Linked DNA regions of Mus musculus: regions 2 and 3 are each linked to region 1. The links are chromatin contacts, called in public Hi-C and HiChIP or PLAC-seq maps. All regions are on one chromosome and are shown on one strand. Each heading gives the region's core, a stretch centred on a gene start, on an enhancer-like site or on the middle of the called end of the contact. The rest is flanking DNA. Distances are from core to core; before and after follow the strand shown. Region 1 overlaps Adamts2 (a disintegrin-like and metallopeptidase (reprolysin type) with thrombospondin type 1 motif, 2). Region 2 overlaps Adamts2 (a disintegrin-like and metallopeptidase (reprolysin type) with thrombospondin type 1 motif, 2). Region 3 overlaps Adamts2 (a disintegrin-like and metallopeptidase (reprolysin type) with thrombospondin type 1 motif, 2).

Region 1 (3,407 bases), core at 322-2,821:
AGCACAACTTAAAAGCCAGCATGCAACTTAAAAGCCAGCCAGGCTTGTGCTCAGTGACAGGACACATTGTAAGAAATGTATCTTTCAGACTTCCCCTCCACACACCTGGAGGCTCTGCACTTGATGCACTGGTGCATAGAAACATGGGCCTAGGATGGCTCCATTGACAGTGATTGCCTTGCAATCGTGAGGACCTGAGTTCAATCCCAAAAAACCCACGTGAAAAAAGTTAGTGGTGACCGGCTTCACTGTAATCTCAGCATTTTAATGGCAGAGATGGTTGGGTCCTGAGGTCTCAGTGTCTACTAGAAATGGGCAAGAGAAAGAGTAGAAAGAGTCAGCTCTTTCTCTACCCACACGTGGGCAGAGCTTGAAAAAAATGGCACACGCATGCCCCCCCACACACACACACACATACACATTAAAAAGACAGAAGATGCACAAGGCTGTAAGTCCATGGAGTAGGGGCCCAGTTATGTAGCCTCAGCCCACAAACTATGCACCATACAGAACTATGTTCTCTGCCTGTGGGCGGGGATGGGAGAAAGAGAGGAAGAGCACTGAAGGGAAGGGAGGGAAAGTCCTGGATACCCGCAAGGAGGATCTGTACACACACATGCACGCGCGCGCGCGCACACACACACACACACACACACACACACACACACACACACGAGACACCCTCCTCAGAGCCTCCTTGCCTCAGCTCCCTGAGGTTCAGACAGCAAACCCCACCCGAAACAGTCATGTGGCCTATTTGACCAACCAAAGCTCTGCTCCCTGCCTCAGCCACAGTGTTGATGCTCAAACCTCTACCGATGACCCAAACTGAACCCATGGAACCAGCTTTAGAGTCTACAGTACAATCTGATGGAAAAGGCCAGCCTCTGTGTGCTCTGGTGGTGCCAAGTGGCACAGGTGAGCTGTCGAGGCAGGCCACACAGGGGAGAAGGCAAAGTAATACAAGATGGAGGCTTTTGGCCCGAGCTGATTTACACTAGGTTTTCTGTGGCTTGTTGTCACACGAATCTGAGCCTGGGGACAGCTTTTGGTGAGGAACAGGCTGCAGAGGTGTAAAGGAAAGAATGGAAGCAACTCCTCTTCCAGTTCCACCCCTAAAGTAGATATTAAAGGATGGCTTGTGTCCATGGAAGGGAGAGAGACATGACAATGGTCGTCTCCATCCCTGGCCAGGGACTCCCAACAGCTCACCCGCCACAAAGGCCACTCCTGCAATTCTGCAAAGGACCAATCCACACTGAGGAGTCTGTCCGGCCAGCCACTCCTCTCTCCTTTCAAGATTGAAATCGTTTCCACATCTTGACTAATTGTGTTCAGGTGGCGAGGACTGGTGTGTGGCGCCTGCATCTGTGTGCATGTCCACCCCCCAGCCCTGGCGCCTGCCCCAGGAATGCTCCTTGGCGCGGAGGGATGGAGGACCCCGGCCTCTTCCCGTGTCCTGGGGGCCCTGGGTGATGTCAGCCGTCCTTGGCGTCTTCTAGTAAACATCTGCTCTCCTTACTCTGACCCAGGAATTCCATTTCGGAAGAGTCATGGCCTCATCTGGCAGTGAGTCCCAGGCTGATTATGGTCTGGTCCCTCCCCCAGCCCTGCCTCCTCAATCCACACTCAGCCCAAGCCCCGCCCATAAAGCCCTCCAAAGAGATTAATATCCTCACTGCAGTCTGTGTGCTTCCAGCCACTTTCACACTTTGTTCCCTCTCCTAGCGCCGCAAGGAAAATATTACCTTGCAGTGACAAAGGCTGTTGGTACTGAGTGGTAGCTGTGGTCCTTACCTCACTGAATCTTCATTTGCAACTCACCACAGCACTTTGCGTTCAACTTTTACCTTTCATGGATGACAAACAGCCACGTCCACCAGTGAGGGAAGGAGGCAGATTCAAGCCTATGTATTGCTGCAGACCCAAGGCTGACTTCAGTGCACAGTGGCGAGCGGGAGCTGACAGTCCATAAACTGATATCTTGGGCAGGAAGGAGGAAGGGGAGAGTGGGAAACCATAGCTCTAAAAGGTACACGGCCCCTATCTCAATGAAAGAGAAACCCCTCGGGTGCTTAGCCGGGGACTCAGGGAATGAGTGTAGAAGTGGTCGGTGCGATTATAAGGAAGAATGGAGACTGCAGTGCCAGGAGCCCCTGGGCCCTTCTGGAGAACTCCATCTCTGCTCACTTCCATCCCGCGGACACAAGCCCAGATTCTCCCAGATTCTCAAGACATTAGAAATCCAAGACTTCACAAGCCACTCATCAAATGCTGAGATGGCCAAACAAAACTCACTGGCGGGTAGACACAGCACAGAGCACCAATCCGTTCCAAACAAGCTCTGCCAGGAATGATGGGAGCGCTAGAGTTCAGAAAATTATTCCATTGGTGTGAGGCAAGGCAGGGACTCCACCAGGGCTTCCTAGGTCTACACTCCTCCCAAGGTGTCAGGACACACCACTGCCTCTGTCAGGCTCTTCCCAAGAGAGCCTCACCAAACCCACAGGAAAGTGGCAACAGGATGCAGGGCCCAGATGGCAACTCCCTTACATGTCCGGCTGGATACTCTGAGGCCGTGGCAAAGGGTTTTGTGCAAAATGGCTGTCAATCCTTTTACACTCCGATGTAATAAGACAAGAAATGAATCAACATTAAAAAGGAAGGGACCAAAATATTGTGATTTGCAAGTGACGGCATACTTAGCCCCCTCAAAAAAAATAAAAAAAACACCCCCAACTCCTAAAGGAAAACAACACAGAGAACTTCCTGAAAATATCCAGAAGTGAAATAAATGCAGTTACTTGCAGATCTAGGAATGCAAACATGGGAATCGGCCAAGGAAGGGATTTATTTTAAAGGGATTTTTTTTTCTTTTTATGATTCTCTGTTTCATGTTTGTGTTTTTACAATAAGAGAGGACTGTTTGGCTGAAAGACAGGGGAAGGGAAAACTCTCTGGATGCAGGCAATGGAAAGAAAAGTGCATTTCGGGGGGGCTCATCGTAAGGACAGCAATTATGGGGGTCTTGGAGTTGTCACCAACTGAGCATTTAGCTGCAGTTCCACAGTGCACCCAACCTTTGTACTAAGAGGTCACTTTGAGTTCTGCTCATTTGGAATGAAGATGTCCAAGTGGAGACTGTCACTAACCTGGAACAAGCAGGTCCCACATGTTTAAAGGATCCCATGTGAATTTTGAATTCAAAGTGTTCTTAAATATCTATAATACGCTGCTATAAGACACAATGGGAAGGATCCTTATGCAGCACTAATAAAACTCTAGAAGTCTTTCCCATAAACCCACTGGGAGGCAGTGAGAGATATATTTGAGTCAATTTTCTTATTTCCCTTAGAGAACTAAACATCATGAAGACATCACCTGCTTGTTAGCAGAAATTCGCTAAG
Region 2 (3,407 bases), core at 596-3,095, 120 kb before region 1:
AGGTGACACAGCCAGGTGAGAAGAAAGCTTTGGACCTCCATCCTTTCTCTCTCTTGCTCTGGCTGCCTCCTACACTAAGTATGTCCCTCCAGTCTGGGCAGTCCCAAGTTTCAGTGTCTCTCTGTTGCAGGAAACTGAGCCAGACACATGAACGAGGGCAGGGGGTGGGGTGGGCGATGCTTTATGAAAGCTGCCTTGCAGTTCACAAGATTTCCTCCCCCCTGAGCCTAGCACAAAACATTCCTGCACTGCCGCTGTGCAGGCCCCAGCATTCTTGAAAGTTGGTGAGCAGCTGATTGTTTACAAACCCTGGCAAGGCTTCGGCAAGTCAAGGCCAACTTCTGGATTAAATTAGAAAAGAAAAGAGGAAACATATCCAAGTCTTGGCACAAATAGATTGTTCATTGAACACGAGTTGTTTCAGAACACACTGTGCTGAGGACCGCCATCCTGCTAGGAGAAATCAAAAGGTAGAGGCTCAGCTCCGAAAGCGCAGGGGACCCCTGAATCCCATGTGCTCTACAAGCCTAAGGGATGAGTCTGCCCTCAGTGGAAGAGTGCCTCACACAGCTCAGACAGACTGACTGCTTTTGCCCAGAAATCCATTCAATTGTTTTCAAATGGAGTTTAAAGCCAGTTCATTCACTCCTTTAAAATGAATCCTCCAAGCGACCTCAGAGAACCTATGAGGCAGTTAGGCTAGCCGGAAGTAGAGGTGGCATGTTGGGTAGCTTGGGGTGTGAGGAGGAAAAAGATACAACTCGGCTTGAGTGTGCGGTCAACAAGGTGTCCTTCAGATAAGGGCTACTCCAGCTTCAAGGGGGAGGCAAGGGAGAGTTTGTCTTCCTCCCGTGGGCGTTTAGCTAATATGGTAGCAGGTAAAGCCTCAGGTTTAAGGATGGAGAAGCTGAGTCCAAGCAAAGGATGCTTCAGCAGATCAGTGTTGCTTCTGGCTTCAATGCAGATGCACATTCTATGCTGAGTGTTCTCCCCACCACCACACCCAAGTACCTCACTGCAGAGGGATACAGAAAGGACCATGGTCATCACTCAGGTTGTTTTCTTTAAGTCAGATAGCAAGTATTACTTAAGCACTAGCTCTGGGGGGCCATCTGGTCCCCTATGATGACAATGGAACTGAGACATTCCTCTCCACTGATGAAACCATGGTCATTCTGTGGAGGTCACCGAACCCCTGTGTGATATCTGTGTGTCTGTGATGACGTCAGAGGAAACAAACCAACTGCATTATTGATTCACATACAAGCACAGCTTGAGCAGTCAATCACATGTGCTAAATTCCACAGCTTCCTAAACTGTGGGCTTTGAGCCCAGTGGGCTTCGAAGAGCTCAATGTGGGGATTGAAAACAACGTGGTATCAATAAAGTATCCCTGGGCATACACAGAACTATAAGGAACCTGACGTGCTTCTGGCTGTATTCACGTATATTGTACAGCACAAATTCACTGCAGCCTTGCTGTGAACACATGACTTGTGCTGTTCATGCTGTCTCCACACTCCACACCAACAGACCCAGCCTGAAACTCTTCCCTCAGACCTGAGACCACCGTACATTAGGAACTGCGGTGTTTTAACTTCACGTACTAAGCTAAGTGCTCTTAACAGAATCAAATGATTTAATTACCCAGAACAAAGACTTCTCTTGCTTTCCTACTGCCACTTCCAAGCCCACATTAAATTGATTTATTTTTGCAGTGTTTTGTGTTAGAATTCTTGATTTAAAATTCTCACATTTGAGTTGCTGACTTGTTTCGTAAAAAATATTCCCCAATGACTCTTGGCTTGGAGTTAGGGCTGGTCTTCTAGCCAAGGTCTCAATGTCTGAAATGACCTTAAGCCTACTCTGTGTCGAGAGGCACTTCAGGGCAACCTCCTCTGAGCCCTTCACCTTGCAATGGTCAGTGTGGTCAAGGTGCTTGCTATGAAGCCTGATGACTTGAGTTCAGTCCGTAGGACACACTTGGTGGGAGGAAAGAACTGATTCTTGAAAGTTGTTCTCTGACCTCCACCCATGTGCTCTGTCAATGTCTCTGTCTCTGACTGACTCTCTCTCTCTCTCTCTCTCTCTCTCTCTCTCTCTCTCTCTCTCACACACACACACACACACACGCACACGCACACACACACACATGCACACACACACACACGGAATGTAAATAAATGAACTAAAAATAAACAGAATAGCTATAGCTTGCAACAGGAAATATTAAGATGCCGATGTTGAAGCTATAAATTACCACAAATAAGAAATGAGGCAGGGGGCTTTCCTCAGTAGAGCAGACACTGATGATAAAGCCACACAGACTATTTTGGTATAGAAGACTTGAACATGCGTGCTACCTGTTGGAAGACTTAACTCTTAGGAGCCCAGTCTAAGGGAATAGTTAAGGATGAGGGACAGATTCAGCTATAAGGATGTACAATAGCAGGTGGCACATCTGACCTCCGGAAGGGGAGTGAGTTTTATTTCCCCGGAGGCGTCGTGTAAATAACCAGTTACATAAAAAGCACACGCTCCTCCCTGCGACAACATTCCACACTCATTAAAATGAAGTCGTGGCGAGGAGCTTCTGGGAGAAAATATGGAGAGATCTATATGAGTTCATTCTAATCTTATGGCATAAATAATATATTATCTGTGTTAAATATAGAATGTTTTAATGAACTGAAAAAAAATACTTTTCCAAATTTAGGGAGGGAACTGGGGGAAATGGGTCTGGCTGGCAGGGAACGAGTTGGTAGGTGGTGTCTCGGGGTAAGCGGGTCTCATAGAGGGATCAGCAGACACCCTCAGCCTCCAGTGGGTCTGAGATGAAGCAGGGGTGGGGCAGATGGGCAAACTCTCACTTTCTACTGTGATCTGAGTGTGATGTCTCCCCTGGGCTCATGTGCTTGAACATGGGGTGCCTAGCTGTTTGTACTCATTGTCTGAGGAAGTTATAGAGCCCATTAAGAGGTGGAGTCCTTTTTGGTCCTCTCTGCTCCTGTAAGTGACCCCTCACCCATATACCAACCAATAAAACCTCTTTGGTTCACTGAGTTGGACTTTGGTGTGGTTGTTATTTTGGTCTGTCCCTTGTTCTCTTTGGGGGCTGAATAGACGTGTGTGTGTGTGTGTGTGTGTGTGTGTGTGTGTGTATGTGTGTGTGTGTGTGTTGTGTCTAGAAAAGTCTCTCCTACAGCACCCAATTCAGTGGGCAGCTTGCTGACCAGGCTGTCCTTCAACCATGGAGCCACCTCCACCTGCTATCACATACCAATAGTCAAGAGACCCAGAGGGCAGTTGCAGTCCACCCAGTGCCACATCTGGATATGCATTCTAGCAACTGAGCTACATCCCAGCCCTGCGTTATGCCAATCCCTCTGTGATGCTACTTTGGTTCC
Region 3 (3,407 bases), core at 248-2,747, 95 kb before region 1:
AGAGAGGGAAGGAAATCAGAAATTGGAGCCAGAGCTGAGTCCAGCGAATCTGATCAGTCCGGCAGCCTGGGAGGGCTTTTCCTAACAAACAGGGAGGGAGTGGGAGGTCCAGGGGGGCATTCGTGCTGCAAATTCAGATCCTAGCCCTGCCCTGAGAGTCAGGGGCAAGGGGTGGAGAGAGCAGTCACCTCTCTAGCTGAAGATTACCAAGCCCACTTCTCCAGCCCAAGGCTGCAGAGGACAGGCGCAGTTAGGCAAGGTCTCCCCAAATCACGATCATTCATTTCCTTTTTCTGCTTAAAAGCAGATGTGGCCGTGCCAGGGAGCAGCAGGCCAGGTCAGTGGGAGATGATGCCGGTGAGTAAAGAGGTCTGGGCATGGGATGGGAGTGGGGGAGGGGGCACAAGGCAGGGTGCCTGCTCTGACCTTCACTAAAACACAAGAGACCTTACAGGACTCAGCAGCAGTCCCTGTCCTCCACACATGCTGTCCCCTAAATCCACCCTGGAGCAGGGAGCATCCACCCCAGAGCCCAAGACTTAGCCGCCACTTGCTGTGCAGGAACCCTGTTCCTTCCAGGATGGACCTTATGTTTAGGGCAGTTCCTATCTACCTGCTTCTGGTTCTAAGACAAGCCACCATAGCATCCCCAAACCTCCACTTCTGTCTTATCTCTCTTTGCTCACTTTCCACGTATTGCTGTGACTTCTGCTACAGACCCTGTGCAGTATCACAGTCTTCCGGTCACAGTCATGTGACCACTACACATCACCCCACACTCACGCCCACATGCAATTGCTACGCTGATTGCAGTTTCATACACCCACTCACAGAGAATCAGCCATACCTCCACAGCCACAAACATGACACGGCCGTCCTCACACATATACACATCCAAACATTCATTGACTATACATACTATCACACATGGACATACACAATAACACACTCATTCTAGCCCACACATGTACATACACACTTGCGCGTGCATACACACACACACACACATGTGCGCGCGCACGCTCCCACTCATGCTCCCTAAGGTGAGTTCCTGGAGAACTTAAGCAACCTCTGACCCTTCTCCAGGTTTCCAGGCAACTACATGGAATTTGGTGAGAAATGAAGAAACTGAGCCGCCAAGATCTGTTGGTTCGATGGAAAACTACGGTTATCCAAACGCTGCGCCTGAGCAGAGGCTGGAGAGGGCGGAACGAGGCTGTGGGAATGGAAGCATCTGTGGGCGTTCCTCTCTCTTGAAAGAGCAGCCAGTTGCGCACATCGGAAAGAAATGTGTGTCTCTTCCCTGATCAGCCTTTGCAGAAGAGGTGGCCATGAGGCTTAGCAAGATAGGGTGGGCTCTGTGGCTCACTGTGGCCGTACAGTGGGTGTCTGTTGTCACTGAGAGTGGTTGCCATGGCTCCTGACACACTGATAGTCACACAGGGGCCACCCGTCTTTGGCTCCAGGCCCCAAGTCAAATGCAGCTCTCACTCAGGCCTCCCAGACCACTGGAGTCCCTGCGGAGCCAGCTGCTGGGACTCTGTCTGCAGAAGCAAGAGAGTGAGTATACTTCTAAAAGTCTCTCACTGAGCCAGACGCACTGTTTACATCCTAAGCCTACCCTCTGCATTTCCAGGAAGAAATACACTCTCTTCTCTGCCTTAAGACAGGCACTCCTCTTGGCTTATCTTTTGTTTTTTTGTTCCTGGAAAATATTTTGCTCCCATAGGAAAAGCCAAGTGGGAGCGTGGCCTCTGGGCAAGGGGATATGAGTGTGTATGTGCTCTGGGGCAGGCTGCCTCCAGCCAACCGGGATAGCAGTGACTGACAGGAAGCCATCCCTGATGCTGGGCCTTCTTAATGTGCAAGGAGGTTGAGAGCCTGGTTTTGTGCTAGTCTCTCTCTCTCTCTCTCTCTCTTTCTCTCCCTCCTCCCCCCTCCCGGTCCAAGTTTCATGTAGTGCTGGCTGGCCTTGAATTCCTGTGTAATCAAAATTGGAACTTGTCTCTAGCTCTCAACTGGGATTACAGGTTTGAGTCACCATACCCACCAAATACCTATGAATTTTTAAAAATGTATTTTGCCGAGGTGTGTGCACCTGCATGCTTGCACATGTGTTTCTGTATGTTTATGTATGCCCCTGTGTGTATACAGGTGTGCTTGCCCATGGCAGGTGTCTTCCTTTATTGCTCCTCCTCACCCTAGTTTCTGAGGCAGGGTCTCTCACTGAACACAGAGCTCCCTATTTAGCCAGGTTGGTTTCCAAGAAGCCCCCAGGATTCTCCTGTCTCAGTCACTCACCCCCAATCCCAGGATGGGGTTACAGGCAGGAGTCACTGCACCTAGACTTTATGCGGATCTAGAGATATGAACTCATATCCTCAGAGGCAGACACCTTACCCACCAAGCCAGCGCCCTGGCCCTCTGTCTCTAATTTTAAACACTGGCCTGAAATTTAAATGGGACAGGGACACCAGTAGGCCAGTGTGGATCAGACCGTATTCTCTCAGATATTGTAGGACCGCAGAGTGAGTCAGCCACAAAATTAAGAATCCCTGAAAGGAAGCTGTCTTCATACATTGACTAATAAAATGCCAATGTCTGTGAAGAGTTTGGACCATTGCTGATCTGGTAGTGCAGTTGTAATTTCTCGCTGGCTATCTTTAGCCCTTTAAAAAGACATTCCTTGCCCACCTTTGTGTCAAACCTAACATCCTGATAGACAGATAAAAACCCTTGGAACACATTAACTTCACAAAACACCATTTGCTAACAGAAGCGCTAAAGATGCTATAGTAGAGATTCCTCACCCCCCCCCAGTACTGTCCACCACCAGTGTATTTTAAAATGCCTTGATTTATAACTTTTATTGTTCTGTTGCTACAAAAACTGCTCCCATGTTGGACCATGGAAAGTGGGGTGACCTAGCTCCATGTTCCTGGGCCATGATGACTCGAATTTGTCTCAAGAATGTTTTATCAGACCCCAGGATAGAGACTGGTACCCTATTGGGGAGTGGCTCAGATAGAGGCAAGATGAGGGCTAAGGTGCTCTCTTTCTAACCTTCCCCAGGTCAGCCTGGCTGAGGAAAAAGGAATCTGTAATGTAGGCCCCAAAAGAATAAAAGCTCTGGGCAACCCTAGGTGGTGAGGACGGTGAGACTGACCATAGAAGGCAGAAGGGAAGGCCAAAGAATGGCCACGTTCTGGCAAGGAGGCTTTCAGAATGTGGAGAGAGACTGATGGGGAGAGACCAGAGATTCTAAGCAGGCTGCAGATGTGAGGGGATGTGGTGTCCTTCAGAACAGCCCCGGCTCTAACTGGATGGGGAGGAGACAGCTCATGTGCAAGCGATAGATGAACCCACAGAGCTAACAGACAGAGCTCTGTGGGATGCAGAGGGAGAGG

Evidence for each region. A called contact is a pair of places that touch in the nucleus more often than the background predicts. HiChIP or PLAC-seq counts read pairs in DNA pulled down with a chosen protein or histone mark.
Region 2: a Hi-C map of uterus shows a contact between it and region 1, with 6 times the contacts expected there. The contact joins two enhancer-like sites. A contact is called at or near these places in 7 of 484 Hi-C or Micro-C datasets (the AML12 cell line, the C3H10T1/2 cell line, embryonic fibroblasts and 3 more).
Region 3: an H3K27ac HiChIP or PLAC-seq map of heart atrium shows a contact between it and region 1, with 4 times the contacts expected there. The contact joins two enhancer-like sites. A contact is called at or near these places in 8 of 39 promoter capture datasets (the 3T3-L1 cell line, 3T3-L1-derived adipocytes, cranial neural crest and 3 more), 5 of 484 Hi-C or Micro-C datasets (embryonic stem cells and uterus) and 2 of 115 datasets of contacts at active chromatin or transcription factors (fibro-adipogenic progenitors and heart atrium).

Annotation. Positions count from the first base shown.
Region 1 is chr11:50,620,570-50,623,976 of GRCm38.p6, reverse strand. The region is part of intron 2 of Adamts2 (a disintegrin-like and metallopeptidase (reprolysin type) with thrombospondin type 1 motif, 2); the gene reads right to left. Among named protein-coding and RNA genes, the nearest start is that of Adamts2, 20 kb to the right of the region's middle. Within about 2 kb of position 1,571, at least 79 of the 459 cell types and tissues checked have an H3K27ac peak or open chromatin away from gene starts, as enhancers often do. A contact at or near this core is called in heart atrium and uterus, where this site is marked.
Region 2 is chr11:50,742,044-50,745,450 of GRCm38.p6, reverse strand. All of the region lies in intron 4 of Adamts2 (a disintegrin-like and metallopeptidase (reprolysin type) with thrombospondin type 1 motif, 2), which reads right to left. Among named protein-coding and RNA genes, the nearest start is that of Gm39819, 46 kb to the right of the region's middle. Within about 2 kb of position 1,845, at least 11 of the 459 cell types and tissues checked have an H3K27ac peak or open chromatin away from gene starts, as enhancers often do. A contact at or near this core is called in uterus, where this site is marked.
Region 3 is chr11:50,715,656-50,719,062 of GRCm38.p6, reverse strand. The region is part of intron 3 of Adamts2 (a disintegrin-like and metallopeptidase (reprolysin type) with thrombospondin type 1 motif, 2); the gene reads right to left. Among named protein-coding and RNA genes, the nearest start is that of Gm39819, 19 kb to the right of the region's middle. Within about 2 kb of position 1,497, at least 30 of the 459 cell types and tissues checked have an H3K27ac peak or open chromatin away from gene starts, as enhancers often do. A contact at or near this core is called in heart atrium and uterus, where this site is marked.